Regions from separate parts of the Mus musculus genome. Here all the other regions are linked to region 3. The links are chromatin contacts, called in public Hi-C, HiChIP or PLAC-seq and promoter capture Hi-C maps. All regions are on one chromosome and are shown on one strand. The core of a region is the stretch at or near the end of the contact, and the rest is flanking DNA. Distances in the headings are between cores, read along the strand shown.

The links. Promoter capture Hi-C pulls out the DNA fragments that hold promoters and counts their contacts. A called contact is a pair of places that touch in the nucleus more often than the background predicts. HiChIP or PLAC-seq counts read pairs in DNA pulled down with a chosen protein or histone mark.
Region 1: a promoter capture Hi-C map of embryonic stem cells shows a contact between it and region 3, with 9 times the contacts expected there. The contact joins the promoter of Nkd1 here to the promoter of Tox3 in region 3. A contact is called at or near these places in 3 of 39 promoter capture datasets (embryonic stem cells, hippocampal neurons and liver).
Region 2: a contact with region 3 is called in a Hi-C map of embryonic stem cells, with 6 times the contacts expected there. The contact joins the promoter of Irx3os here to the promoter of Tox3 in region 3. A contact is called at or near these places in 1 of 39 promoter capture datasets (embryonic stem cells) and 2 of 484 Hi-C or Micro-C datasets (both in embryonic stem cells).
Region 4: a promoter capture Hi-C map of embryonic stem cells shows a contact between it and region 3, with 6 times the contacts expected there. The contact joins the promoter of Snx20 here to the promoter of Tox3 in region 3. A contact is called at or near these places in 1 of 39 promoter capture datasets (embryonic stem cells), 1 of 484 Hi-C or Micro-C datasets (embryonic stem cells) and 1 of 115 datasets of contacts at active chromatin or transcription factors (embryonic stem cells).
Region 5: a contact with region 3 is called in an H3K4me3 HiChIP or PLAC-seq map of embryonic stem cells, with 7 read pairs. The contact joins the promoter of Sall1 here to the promoter of Tox3 in region 3. A contact is called at or near these places in 2 of 115 datasets of contacts at active chromatin or transcription factors (astrocytes and embryonic stem cells).

The regions. Positions count from the first base shown.
Region 1 is chr8:88,520,009-88,522,708 of GRCm38.p6, reverse strand. It overlaps Nkd1 (naked cuticle 1), which reads right to left and starts at 1,365. Exons shown (of 10, transcript NM_027280.3): 1 at 1,178-1,365; 2 at 1,030-1,062; 3 at 289-422. The coding sequence starts at 1,202. It overlaps Gm35162 (predicted gene, 35162), which reads left to right and starts at 1,588. Exons shown (of 2, transcript NR_168470.1): 1 at 1,588-1,739.
Region 2 is chr8:91,802,050-91,804,749 of GRCm38.p6, reverse strand. It overlaps Irx3os (a long non-coding RNA gene), which reads right to left and starts at 1,414. Exons shown (of 4, transcript XR_003947581.1): 1 at 1,030-1,414; 2 at 1-937.
Region 3 is chr8:90,346,839-90,349,538 of GRCm38.p6, reverse strand. It overlaps Tox3 (TOX high mobility group box family member 3), which reads left to right and starts at 1,287. Exons shown (of 7, transcript NM_172913.3): 1 at 1,287-1,676. The coding sequence starts at 1,590.
Region 4 is chr8:88,634,728-88,637,427 of GRCm38.p6, reverse strand. Snx20 (sorting nexin 20) reads left to right here and starts at 1,300. Exons shown (of 4, transcript NM_027840.3): 1 at 1,300-1,442.
Region 5 is chr8:89,041,553-89,044,252 of GRCm38.p6, reverse strand. It overlaps Sall1 (spalt like transcription factor 1), which reads left to right and starts at 1,391. Exons shown (of 3, transcript NM_001371070.1): 1 at 1,391-1,901. The coding sequence starts at 1,826. Gm3134 (predicted gene 3134) reads right to left here. Exons shown (of 3, transcript NR_166639.1): 1 at 2,457-2,700.

The DNA of each region.
Region 1 (2,700 bases), core at 116-2,615, 1.8 Mb after region 3:
CATAGTTTCCCCACCCCACTGGACCTGTATCATCGCCTCCCTGGCACTTCCTCCCCAAGCAACCCTCTGTGCCCAGCTGGGCAGGAGACTGGTGCCCACTTGATCGACAAGGGTCCTCCAAAGCATAGGGCACAAGTAGGGCTAGTGGGGCACACAGTGGCTGAGAAGGGATTTTTGGACTTAGAACAATGTGCAAGCGGGATGCTAAAAGTTGGAGTAGGGGGAGATCCTCAGACTCTCCCCAAGGCTAAAAGGGGTGAAAGGATGGAACGGAGTGGGGGGCCATACCCGAGTGCCTCGACCAACAGTGCCTGCCAATCTCAGCTGACGGGGTCCTGAGACGCTGCCTGGACAGCGCTGCCTCCCGATCCACTCCTCGATGCCTTTCCTTGCCCAAGCAGCGCTTACAGCAAAGCTGTCACCTGAGGCGGGAAGAACACGAAGACATTGAGTCTGGGCCCCCCCGGCTGGCAAAAAGTTACCAGAGAGTGAAGGGAAGGAGACAAGGCGGCACAGCCCGGAGAGTAAAGACTTGGCAAGAGGGTCAAGCACCAGACGGAGCAGAATCCAAAAGAGCGAAATAGCCAAGGAAGGGGGCTCGGCGAGATCCTAAGTGCTAGGAGGATTCAGAGGGTGAAAGGGAGGAGGCAATATACCCTGACTGAAGGAGTTCGGGGATCAGAGAGGAAGGAGCGCGGGAGGCAGGGATTGCGAAGGAGAGAGATGAGGGTCAGCAGAGAGGGTGCAGTGAGACCAGAGACCAAGTTCTCCGGAGTAGGGGCTGGCGACTAGAGGAAGGCGCAAGATCTTGGGGAGCTGAAGGGAAGACGCCGCCGCCAAAGTGGAGGGGGTTAGGGTCAGCAGTGGGAGCACCGGGCTGTGGGGAACGGGTAGGAGGGACAGAGGGGCCCCAAAGAGCGCTCCCGGGGCGGGGCTGGGGGCTGAGGCAACCCTGGTAATGAGATCCAGCGGCAGGGCGGTCCGCGCCGCCTCCCTCGCGCCCCCCGGGCTGGTGGCCCGCACGCCTACCTTCCGGGCTCTCCCTGCGCTTGCACACGGCGGCTGCGGGCACATCGCGCGCGGCGGCGGCGGCGGGAGCCGGAAAGAAAGGAGAGGGAGAGTTAGCACCGGCGAGAGGACGCGGGGCCGCGGCCGGCGCGCAGGCGAGGACACTGACCCGGCTTCGAGTGAAGTTTCCCCATGCTGGGGCGCGGCGGCGGAGCGTCCTAAGCCATGCGTCCGGCCGCCGACCCCGCGCCAGCCTCGCTCGCCTCCTCCTCACAGTCCGCGCGCCGAGCGCAGCCTTAGGCGGCGCCGGGACGCGCTCCTGCCGCCGTCGCCGCGGCCGGACTGACGCCCGGGCGCGCCGAGCCCCCTGCCCGCCGCCGCGGCCCCGCGCCTCCCTGAGCGCCCATTGGCCGGCAGCGGCCCATCAAAGGCGAGGCGGACGCGGCGGGGCGGGTAGAGGCGGGGCCTGCGGGTAGGGGCTGGCCGATGGGCGGGACCACAGAGGGCGTGGCCTGTGGGCGGGGAGGGGTGGAGCCTCGATGGGGAGGGGCTTTGGGTGTGCTGGGCCCCAAGCCCCCCGTGCGAACCTCGGGGCCTGAGTCGGGACCGGGCGGAGGCTTTGGCCGCTGGGTGGTGGAACAGCGCTGCCCTCGCTGGTGACACTGAGACTTCCCTCTTCTCTGCATTTCCTCGAAGCTGCCAGAGTGGGACTGGATGGCTCGAGTTCACAGGTGGGGAAACTGAGGTTATAACTGGCGACCTCAGATGCCCTAGCATACGTGTCTACTGCTCTCCCATGGTGCTGTCCCTTCCCAGACTTACAGTGCTCAATCCCTGTTTTCAGCTGCCTGCCCTTTTCTTTGACTACTCTGGGTTTTGGGTTTGTTTGATTTTGTTTTTTGGGTTTTTCTTTTTTTTTTTTTTTTCCCATTTGGGAGTCCAGTAGAAATCAACTGGACACCTTGCTGGCTAGAGGGAGTTCAGGCCCACTCCTGTTAACAACAAGTGTACAGGAACCCCGAGCTGTCCCCTTGTCACTCGCAACTCTTCTTCGCCCATGGGCTCCTGAGTGCCCAACTGGGATCGGGGCGAGCTGCCAAGCTATGAGGCCAGGAGCGGTGAACCGCCGGATCTTTGATCTTTCTTAGTTTCCGTTTCCCCCTTCCCCCCTGCAGTTCTGCAGACCCCAAGGGCCTGTTTGTTTTGTCTGGGGAGGTCTCTGCAAAGGGGAAGGCGACTTAAAGGCTTCCACTATATACCTTTGTGGTCCTTAGAAGGACGTTCTCTGCTGTCCCCGCGCTAAGCTTATCCTGGTATCTGAGCCTGGGCATGGGAAAGAACCAGTTCTGCTCTTAGAGCTAGACTCACTGCTTCAGCCTCAGTTTTATGATCTGTACAATGGAGACTTAGTTCTCCTCATTTTTTTAAAACCTGCTCCCCTGTGCTGCGATACTCAATATAAACAGGTGACCTACAGTGGTTGGTCGTTTTTAGACTTACAAGTAAGCACTTTGTGGGAAGGGATCTGGGAGTCAATCCCAGAGCACTGCTTTGACAAGCCGGTGCTAGGCAAGCAAACACTGTGATTGAGCTATGTCCTGAGCCCTAGGCGCTACAATTTTTAAAAAGTTAAACAGGTGTGTCATCCAGATGGCTCAGCTGCTAAAGTTGCTTGCCACCAAGCCTGAGGAT
Region 2 (2,700 bases), core at 165-2,664, 1.5 Mb before region 3:
GCCTTGGGAGGAAAGGAGTGAACTCTGTCCGAGCTGGGAGACACAGCTGCAGAAGCTCCCAACGACGGGGGGCACGGGCACATCGGGGAGCTGGACCAGGGGAGGGAAGAGATGGGGGCTGGTGGTTCGGAGTGTCCGACCCCGAAGCTGGTGGGCCTCTGGCTACACATAGGGCACCCCTTGTAGTTGTCCTCCAGCGCGCACAGCTTCGTGCGCCACGTGTCCTCGGCGTACACCTTTTCTGTATGCTCCTGGCGCCCTGATCCCAGACCACAGAGCGTCCGCGGCGAGCGCTTTGTGCACTGTGCCTGTTGGGAGAAAGAGGGGGTGAGGGAGAAGCTCCTGCTGGTCTCCTGCTGTTGCGCTCAGGTCTTTCCCCAATCAACTCCCGATGCACCTGCTTCTCCTCACTCTCTGTGCGAATCTGTCTGTCTGACCTAATCTCCTGGATTAAAAATCCCATGAAAAGCTTCAGCTCTCCGCGGACTCGCGAGTTTAGTCTAAGAGCTGAGTTCCACTGGCCTGGTCTTGTTGAGGAATCAGAGCCATGCAGTGACTCCAGTCGCTTGGGATACTGGGTCCCGGCGTGGGTTGCTGATTTCAGGGCCAGACCAAAGCTCTTCCCAGTTGGTCACGGGGTAACTGGTAGCTGTTTCTACTCCAGGCCTGGGATGCCTGGAGGAATCTAATTAAGCGAGGTTCTTAGGTTCATGCCTGGGTCTAGAGGTTCACCCTCTGGGCCAGGGGCGGCCCCGTGGCCGGCGTGAGTCCTTCCTGAGAACAGCCTGGCTCTTCCGGTGTTCTTTCTCTCAGCCCATCATCGCAATCGGACACAACCAGGTCGATAGCTGGTTAATGCAGTAAGGAAGGAAGGAGCATCTCAGAGGCTCTTGTGTGGTGTTGTTGTGTGGTGTTGCGTTTTGTTTTTCTTTCCCTTCTGAAAAACAAAACAAAACAAACAAACAAACAAAAAGGAATGAAATACTCGTGGTTTTGCCCAGACATGTACAGCGAAACCCCTTCGCCCACCTTGCAATCTGGCTCTGTCGCCCATTGGTCTGGTCCAGTTCTGTGTAGGTAGGTCGTCCCGGCTGTCTTAAAAGACTCACCATCCTATACACAGGAAAGATCCTGGAAAATAATGTCACCTCTATTCTACAACCCTAAGACCTTTGCTTGAGCAGGTGAGCCCTGGCTTCCTGTGACAGGTTTAACCAGAAACGGAATCAGGCTGCGGGGAAGCCATTCGAAGGCCTGAGCTGATCCTACTATGCCTCCTCTGTCCAGGCTCACCTTAAAGCCAACCTCCAGCACCAGGCAAGGAGACCAGGAGACCACAGAGAAGCTGCACAGATTCAATTTAGGAAGACCCCACATGCTGACATCGAACCCTAGACTTGGTAGCTCCCCAAACTTCTGTTTGTGTTTCTCCCACTAATTTTCTGAGTTAGTACCTCCTGGAGCCTAAGGTCAGTGGAATGCAGCCAGAGGTGGGACATGGGGGTCAAAACTGGAGGCCAGGGCCAGGGAGAAAGAAATCCATTCCCTAACTGTATTCACACTAGAGCCCGGCCAGCCCGGGACCCTTAGATTCCTCCAAGCTGGCGAGTTCCGGTTTGATTCTTAGTTCAGTCGGAGGCCCTTGGGGTGGTTTTTCTGCCTCTAAGCTAGGGCTCTTCACTCTACTGAAGAATCGCAGCCGGGGAGTTGTTCAGTCCGCAGGCCCACAGCAGGCCTGGCCCGCGCGTGGGTCGCCGCTACAGCCTTATCTGGGAGCTCCAGCTATCCCGGGAATTTCAGTATGACTTTCCACTGCACACACTAATCCGTGACGGTGGGCACTTGGACACTCACATTTCAAGTTAGATTTAGGAAATATCCTACCATAAAACCAAAGTCTTGCTCCCCGCCCCCACAATGCACACTCTCTACGGCTCTGGGGGAATTCTCGCCAAAAGAAAAACGCTGGGTCTGGGGACCAGAGAGCGGAAAGGGGAGGGGGATAGTGAAATGAATGGTCGCAATTAAAAAAAAAAAAATCACACCAACATAGAAACTTCTCGGAAGAGCTTTCGGAAAGTTCCCAGAGCCTAGGCTCTAAGTTTCTCTGCTCCTCCCCCACTCCATAGCCAGGAGCTCCACCAACTCCTTGCTTGTTCCACCAGACCACCTAGGCGCCAAACTCACTATTTCTTGTGAGGATTCTCAACAAGGTACCCTGGAGGTGTAAATGTAGCAAACTGCGGGGTTCCCCCGCCCTCCCCCCACCCAGCACAGAATAGGTCTTTTAAAGCTCGGAGAGGCAGCACTCCCAACTCCCAGGCAGCACGTTCACTCTTTTAGCTGCAGGCTTAGGCTTTGGAGAACGACCTAGGGACCAGAGCTGAAAAGTGCAAAGGGAGCCACGGGGGGGGGGGGGGGAGGGCGGGAAGCCCCGGAAGCCTGCCTTGGTCCAGGGTCCTGTCCCAACCCGGAACTACAGCTTCGAAGGGGGCTGAGAATTGAGGAGTTGGAAGACCTGAGGGGCTAGGTGACCCTGTACTAAGCCGCCACTCGTGGTCTCGGCTCTCCCCTCCGAGTGCGGGCAGGAGGGGGCGGGAAGAGACTGAGTCCAGTCCCGCCCCGCCCCGCCCGGCGCTCTGTACTCGCGGGGGAGGGCCGCCTCGCCCAGAAGGCTCCCGGGTGATTGGCGACTCCAGG
Region 3 (2,700 bases), core at 38-2,537:
AGTATAGTATTGAGTGAAGGAAGGTACACATAGGTGTTGCAAGCTGGAGAACACTTAGAAATCCGTGCATGTCTGGAAAAGTTCAGGTCCCAGACCAGCGAAGTGATCCAGGCCCCACACCTTTAGAGACTGTCAGTTGAAATAGTTTAACATCTTTCCCTTCTAGTTCAAAGTAGTTCGCAGATAACTGAACCGAGAAAGGGAGATCTCACAGCTCAGCCAACATTTTCTAGCGCCAAGGCTGAAGGCCAAACTTTCAAATTAACTCAGAGCAATAAAGCCAAGGGTGGTGGTGATGGTGGGGGTATGGGGGCGGAGGGTGGGGGGAGAGAAATGTAGATTAAAAGAAAGAGAAAGAAATAAGAGGGTGGGTGGGTGCAGCGTGGGGAAGTTAATCACCCAGAACCTTTTAGGAAAAGAGGGACATTTTCTCTAGGAGAGCAGCGAGTGATCCGCCTAGATCCAGTTACTCAAATGCCTTTCGAAAACAAACAAGAGTAAAGAAAATACAAAGAGACCGGACTTGAGGCTTAACCTGGGAAGCTTCAAGTCTGCTTACTTGTGAAAGGTCAGGCCCTAACACCCCTCTGGTAAAGACCACAGGTGTACATGGGGTTCCGGCTCCTGGCTCAGGAGCCACCTGCACAGGTTAGTTTCTGGGCTGAGTCTATACCGGGGATATCCAAGTAGAAGAGTAAGTAGGGTAGAGGGATTGGGAAACAGGTCCCCCACCAGCAAGAACTGGGACGAGGTGGTAGGGGCAGAAGAGAGGGCTGGGTGAGAAGTGGACGGTTTTGGGATGCTGGGGCCAAGGGAAGCGAGGGTCGCACGGGAGAAGAGTGGGACTCGAGGAGGGACGGTGCTGGCAGCAGCGGGGAGGCCGAGGGAGGCCCGGGAGCGGGGAGAGCGGTGAGGCCGCGGGGACAAAGAGGACCGGGGAGGGAAGGGGTGGGACGGTGAGAGGCCGGGAGAGGAGCGCGCGGTGGCCGGGGCTGCACGGGGCGCGGGGCGGGGCGCGAGCCCGGAGGCGGTCGGCGGCGGAGCGCACCGGCGGGGCGGGCGGCGCGCCAGCTGCCCGCGGTGGGAGGGGCGGAGCGGCAGCGGCGCGGGGAGGGGACCGGCGGCGGCAGGAGGGGGAGCGGCAGGGGAGGGGCCGGGCCCCTTGTCTCCGCGGCTCCTCGGCTCAGTCCGCCCGGGGAGGAGGAGCGGGGCCAGCCGCCGCCGCTGCCGCCGCCGCCGTCCCAGCTTCGCCGCGCACCTGAGCTCGCCGGCCGTCCCGGGCCCACGCGCTGCGCCCCGCGCCCCGGGCGCCCGGCCCGCGCGCAGCCAGCTTCGGTGTCCCGGTGGGGCGCGTCCCTCGGGCCGCCTCCCGCTCTCCCGCGGCTCGCGTGGCCGCGCCTTTGTGTGCTGCAGCCGCAGCTCCCGGGCTCGTCGGCGGCCCCCGCGCGACGCCCCTACAGTCCCACGGCCCGTGCGCTGTCCCCGGGCGCCCCCGGCCGGGCGTCCTCGACGGTGGATCGTACGGCCGCGAGGAGGCGGGTAGCGGCCCCGGCGAGTTCCAGCCCCGGCCCCCAGCCCCCGGCCCCGGCATGGATGTGAGGTTCTACCCCGCGGCGGCCGGGGACCCAGCCGGCCTGGACTTCGCGCAGTGCCTGGGGTACTACGGCTACAGCAAGGTGACCGGGCCGGGGGCGGGGGCCACCTCTCCATCCCGGGCGCGTCCCTCGTCCCGCCTAGCCTGCTGCACTTTCTTTCTGATCTTTCCTTCCCACCCGCTGGCTTCTCGGTGCGCCTTAGTCTCCGACCAACTCTTTTCGTCTTCTCTTTACGTGCCCTTTCTACCCACCTTTTTGTCCCTCTGCTGGCGCTCCCTCTGCCCTCCTGGTCCCCTCCCCCGCTCCCCCTAAAAGCTGTGTGAAGCGCAGTCCCGGGACTGAGCCGAGACTGGCGTGTGATTCTTTGTTGATGTTATTAGTAAACTCGATTGCAACACCCCTACTATGTGTGCATGGGGGTGGGGGGACACGCTACGTAGGGGGTCCCCGATCTCGTGGGCCAGAGATTCCATACCTTCGCAGCCCATCTCACCTCACCCACCCAGTCAGGAGCTGGTCCCCGGGAGCTTGGAGAAGATGAACAAACTTTATAGAGTGTGGCTGGGTCTGGGGTCTGGATCTGGGAAGCCTGAAGTTGCAGGATCCCAGCAGGTGCCTCTTACTTCCCCTGCTCTAGGGCGCTTTGGTCTACTAGACCAAGATGCTCGCCTCTTCCGAGTTAAGGCAGTGGGCTTTCGTATTTTATTTTATTTTGCGGAGGAGGGCGGGTTAAGTTTTTTTTCTTTCATGGAGATCAGAGTTGCAGCTCCACATCATGCCTCAGGGTCACCCCATCTTCCTCACCTCTTGCCGCACAAACTTACAGGAGTAAGCGATTCAGGTGGTCATAGGTGGACCTTGGACGCAGTCAGTGGGCTTCCCGGATCCGGTTGTCTACCTTGCCTACTGCTCCCACCACAGAGCTTTGCGACATAACCCTGAGGGCGATATTCAGAGAAAGAGTCCTGCGCCTTTTGATTGTGTGTGTGTGTGTTGTGTGTGTGTGTGTGTGTGTGTGTGTGTTTCCCCTTCCCCCTGCTCCTCCCTCCTCTCCGACTTTTCTTTCAAATCCTAGTTTGTTTATGATTGCTTGGATAACGGAGGA
Region 4 (2,700 bases), core at 51-2,550, 1.7 Mb after region 3:
GTTCTTGGTATGATAGTGATGGTGGTGCAGAGAGGCAGGATGTTGTACAGAGTCCTGAGCAGAAAGGCAAACGATGAGGATTTTAGTATGCCCTCAGTTGCCAGCCTCACACGCTCAGCATGACACCATTAAGTGTTCTGTACACCTTGACTCATCATAAGCTTCCTGAGGGCCTGTGGGGTTGAAGCAGATGCAAATGAGGGCGAAACCTCTGTGACAGTGAAAAGCAAGATTGATTTAGTTGAGCATGGTAGACAGCATCTATTCATCACAAGATCCTTTCAGTGCAAATGTGAGCCTCGGGAGGAAAAAGAGATTAAGAAGCACATGTACCCAAAGGAACCCTCTCGGCCTATCTTCAGCCATTAACGCAATTCGATAAAAGACAAAGAAGGCAATGGACTCCAACGGAGAAGAGATGGGTGGGAAATAAGCCTGTAAAATGTCTACCATAATTATCCTTTGTGGGACCCAGTGTTGTAAGCTATGAGGTGACACCCCTGCCCACACTGTAGAATGGCTTCAAGAAGTATTAGCCATGCCAAGGGTAGAGAAGGTACAGCCTGGCTCATTCACAGCCAGGGGAGTGCAAGATGTCCACCTGGGCCGTACCCTAGCCTATCCCATGACCTTTCTGTGTCAGGCACTGGCTCCGCATCCCACCAGCTCCATGCACCAAACCTCAGTTCTCCAGCTTGTCAACAGAACACGAAGGGCCCCATTATGCCTAGCTCATAGCTAGGATAATAACTATTAAAAGAATGTATCCCCAAATCCTCATGTTAGACTGAGATCCCTAACATAATGGGTTTGGGAGGTAGGGTCTTCTGAGAGTTGACTGTCATAAGGACAGTCTTCATAAAGGGATTTATGCTGTAACTGTGAAACTGGGGTGCATAAGGTAAGCTTTCTCTTGTCTGTCCACCTCCTACCATGGCATGTCACATGCGGCAGGACAGCCCTCACAGACACTACCAGTGTGCTCTTGCATGTTCCGGATCCAGAGCTATAAACTAAATAAACTTTCGTGTGTGTGATTTTTTTTCCTTCAGTTTATCGTCTTCTGTCATTGCCACAGAAAAGGACTAAAACAAAGGACTTTGAAATGAATTCTCCAAATGCCAGCTATCGTTCGGGTGTCTAATACGTATCAAGCTGCTTAAAGCTGCTGTGAAGTTAAACTGTCCTCCTGTTGGTGGCCTTGACCCACGTGGCCTGTATGATGTACTGCAGATATTTGTCTAGGAGGTTCAATGTACATCTTTCAGCAACCAATAAGCTGGGGCCCCTGAAGGAGATCACTCAGCCCATTTCCTGTTTTCAAAAGGAGAACTCAGGATTGCGGCAGACATTCAGCCATCTAGTTGGACCTTGCAAAAAGAGATCGGACTGGGGCATGTGACTCTCCTGGACCCCGAACCCACAAAGCCTGAAGATCCCAGGTCAGTCAGTGTTTGACCCCAAGCGTAGCTGGCTTCTGCGCCCTGAGACCCAGTGATGTCCTTGAGAGGCCCTCTAGGAACTCCCTGGGTACTGGTTAGGAGGGACCAAGGGTGGTGAGAGTATGGGCTGTCCTTAGAAACTGGGGCCAAACCCACCTCCAACCTCTAAGCCTGACTCCTTTTGCAATGCCAGGCACTGGTCCTGTTCCTGGGAACAAGTCCAGGCTTGTATTTCTCAAAGGGTGGACCCTGTAGCCGAGTAAGAATCCGGAGCCCACCCCAGCTCTGTCTGGGTGTTGTGGGGTAGGCAGCCTGCTTGCCTTAGAGCTCCTAACACTTCCTCTCCCCAGTCCCAGTGGGGATTCTGATGTGCACACCCAACTGAGAGCGCTTCCAGCGGCAAGCTCCACAGAGAAGCACCCAGGGGTCCCATGGTGCTCAGGGCAGGTGGAGCCTTGGCTGGCCCTTCAATGGAGACCTGAGGAGGCTGCCCTACAAAGAAAGGAGACTTAAACTCAAACTCCCGCAGCCAGGGCTGCCGCTCCCTGTCCTTCCTTTCCTTCCTTCCTCCTCCTCTTTGAATGGGTGCCTCTCAGTTCTTCTGTCTTATGGGCAAGGGCTTTTACTATATTCTACCAGATTTTCATTAGCCACCCCCCACAACCTTCCCCCTGCCCCCGAGAAAGGTGGCCTCGGCTCTACAAGTGGCCCTGTGTATGAAGGAGGAGGACTGAAGAGGGCAGGGCCCCTTGAAGTGGGGAACAAGAGCCAAGGCTCCCGGAAAATGAAGATTGTCATGCACAGAAGATAGTAAGGGGTGGAGGGGTGGGAGCCTGCGACTCTGCTCTGTCCTCTGGGCCAAGTCCAGTCCCAACATCTGCAGTGCTTTGTTCTGATGGCTAGAAATCTTTCCCACTGAGGGTGTGGAGTGATAAGGCAGCCCTCAGAACCCTCTGTCCCCAAGGAGCTTAGCAGCTGGGCGTAGTGGCGCAGGCCTTTGATCCCAGCACTTGGGAGGCAGAGGCAGGCAGATTTCTGAGTTCGAGGCCAGCCTGGTCTACAGAGTGAGTTCCAGGACAGCCAGGGCTATACAGAGAAACTCTGTCTCAAAAAACTAAAAAAACAAAAAACCAAGGAGCTTAGCAAAAGGATCAATTGCCCACAGGGGGAAACTGAGGCTTGGATGTGTTTGGGAAACTGTCAACATATCATCTTTATCTACTTGTCTTTAAATGGGTCACTCCCAGCCTGTCCTGTA
Region 5 (2,700 bases), core at 142-2,641, 1.3 Mb after region 3:
GCAAGGATTGTGTATCTGCACCCCTCCCCCGCCTCCACCCCCATTACTCAGCCGAAGTTTAGTTAGTTTAGTCCTTCGGGTGCAGGACTTCGGGAACCTCGGCGAGCGGAAACCCCGAGGCAGGAGGAGGTCTAAACTAAGCCGAGGACCAAGCCTCAGGTTCGCAGGCGCCCAAACCCGGAAGAGGGAGTACAGGGCCCGGATCCCTGGGTCCCGTGAGCGGGTAAGAGAGGCTGGCTCCCAGCTCTGGGAGAGAAACAGAGAGAGATGGAGAGAAAAGTTTGGGCGCCGCACGTAGCAAGTGTCGGAAAAGTGAAGGCGAGTCACGGCGTAGCTAGCAGGGCAACGAACAGGACCCCCCCTCCATGCTCACTCACTCCGGGTAGCCACCTCGTCTGCGACGAGGTGGCGGCCTCCACCCCTAGGACACGGAGCACTAGGGTCCAGGGTAGAGGCGGTGCCTAGGGTCTGGCTCCAGCAGCACCACCCAGGCCAGGGGAGCGCTGCTTAGCACAGAATTAGCTGCGCCCCTCCCCTCCCTCCCGCAGAAGCTGAACTCGGAGCTCAGGCAGGTCCTTGCTCTCCACCCGCCCGGAGCTTGGCGGCGCCACGGTGGCCGCCGCCTCCCCGCGGAGTGACGCGCCCTGCAGCCAACCGGGGCGGCCGGGGGGAGGTTCGGGAGGGGGTCCTGGGCGGAGCCGAGCCGCCCCCTTATCCCACGGGCTCGGGGCGCTTCTCCCGAAAACTTCAGCCCTAATTGTCCCGGGAATGTCCAAGGTAGAGAAAGGGAGCTAAGGAGCCAGCAAGAGGCTGGAGGGTCGCCGCTCCCAGGCAGGGAGAGGATGGGGTGGCGAGAAAACTGCCCCTCCCCCCAAGCCCCAAACCCATCACGTCCCCAAACCTTTCCTGGGTCCTCTTCTCCGCACCCCCGCGAGCCCGGGATCCTGAGAGTGGAGAACTCTGGGCGAAGGATCTCCGAGCCAGGCGGCGGGCAGGCGGGAGGGAGGCCCGGCAGCGAGCGGGAGGCGGACTGGCGTGGGGCTGGCTCTTCCCCACTCGCTTTTTTTTTTTTATGAGAGTGGGGGTGGGCTGCTTTCTGGTAGCTCTTAAAGAAAATGAAGGAACACTCACGAAATGGGGCGCCCTCTCCTACCCCGTCCCGCCACGGGACTCCCTCCCCCTCGCGGGCCAGTACGCAGCGCGGGAGTTAGGAAGTTCGCCGCTCGCCCGCAGCCTGGGTCCCCAGCCCCCGCCGCCAGCCCCACCCCCACGCGGCCCTGCTCCGCTAGGCTCCCGGGCGAGCATGCTAATTCGGGTCGGCCCAGCCCGGGATGGAGGGCGGGGGAGGGGGGAGGGGAACGAGCGGGGGGCGCCGGCCGGGGCGCTGGGCGCGCAGTGGCGAGGAGGCAGGCCCCCGGCGGCCGGGCCGCGGAGTCCCCGGCGGTCGCCAAGAGGGTTAACCAAGAGTCGGGCGGCGCGGCGCGCAGAGCCAGCCCCGCGGCCGGCTTATTGGGCCAGCGCGCGGAGAGACAGGGGTCTGCAGCAAATCACGAACTAATTGATTAAGGCGAGCGGGTTTGAATAGCGCTGGCCCGGTGCCAATCGCCTTTCAAAGAGCCCCTCTATGATTAATCGCAATGCATTATTGATAATCATAATTATAGCAGGACACATGCGCGCTGTGCCCGGGGCCGGGGAGCCGGGGAGGGGGCGGGCGGGCCGGCGGGCGGGGGGAGCCGCCGCCGCCGCCGCTCGATTTCCGTAATTTTGAGAAGATTTTTTTTTAGTAATTTTTTATTCTGCCCCAGCTGATGTTTGAGCCAGCATGTCGCGGAGGAAGCAAGCGAAGCCTCAACATTTCCAATCCGACCCCGAAGTGGCCTCGCTCCCCCGGCGAGATGGTGAGTGCTCCGGCCGGCGCCGCGGACACACAGACACGCACTCACACGCACACTCGGACCCACGCACACGCGGCGGGCCCCGCGCCCACCGCCGCTTTCGCCTTCTGCACTCGGCGCGTCTGATTTTATTTCATGCTTCCTCGATTTCAATTTGCCGGGCCAGGCTTCCCCTGTCCCGGGAGAGCCAGCCTATCCCGGCTGGAGCTTTCCGGAGTTCCGTGTCCTCGACTGGGCGGAGTAGGGTCGACTGGCCGGCTCGCTCCTCCGCCCAGAGGGTCGGAGAAGCCGCGGCCACGACCCTGCCGCCCCGAGGGGCGATCTCTCGGGCAGAGGCCATCTGGAGCTGCCCACGCGAGCTCTCTCCCGCTCCCCGCGCGCCACCCGGGTCCCCGGGCTGGGCCTCTGTCGCCTGGGCCTCACCGCCCAGCCCTGCGGCCAACGTTAAAGAAGTTTACTTCGTCCGGGTGGCTGAACGCCGAGCGCGTGGGGAGCTCTCCGTACCCACCCCCCCCCCAAACTCTCGTTCCCACTTGGCTAGCGGGCGAAACATGGTACCTTTGGGGGTTCCGAGCCGTGAGAACTGGGGGTTGGGGTGGAGGAGCGACATCCTGGGGTCGCGGCCGAGTGCTGCCGGTCGCTCTGGAGACTGACTTAGGGACAGGGAAGTGTCGCTTGGTCCGGCTTCCCAAGTTTGTTCTCCTGTCGTTTCTTTCCACACTTGCACCCATAACCCGTCAAAGTCGGGCTTGGATGTGTGCACCCCACGTATTATGGAGTCCCATCCTTCGGGACCCGTTCT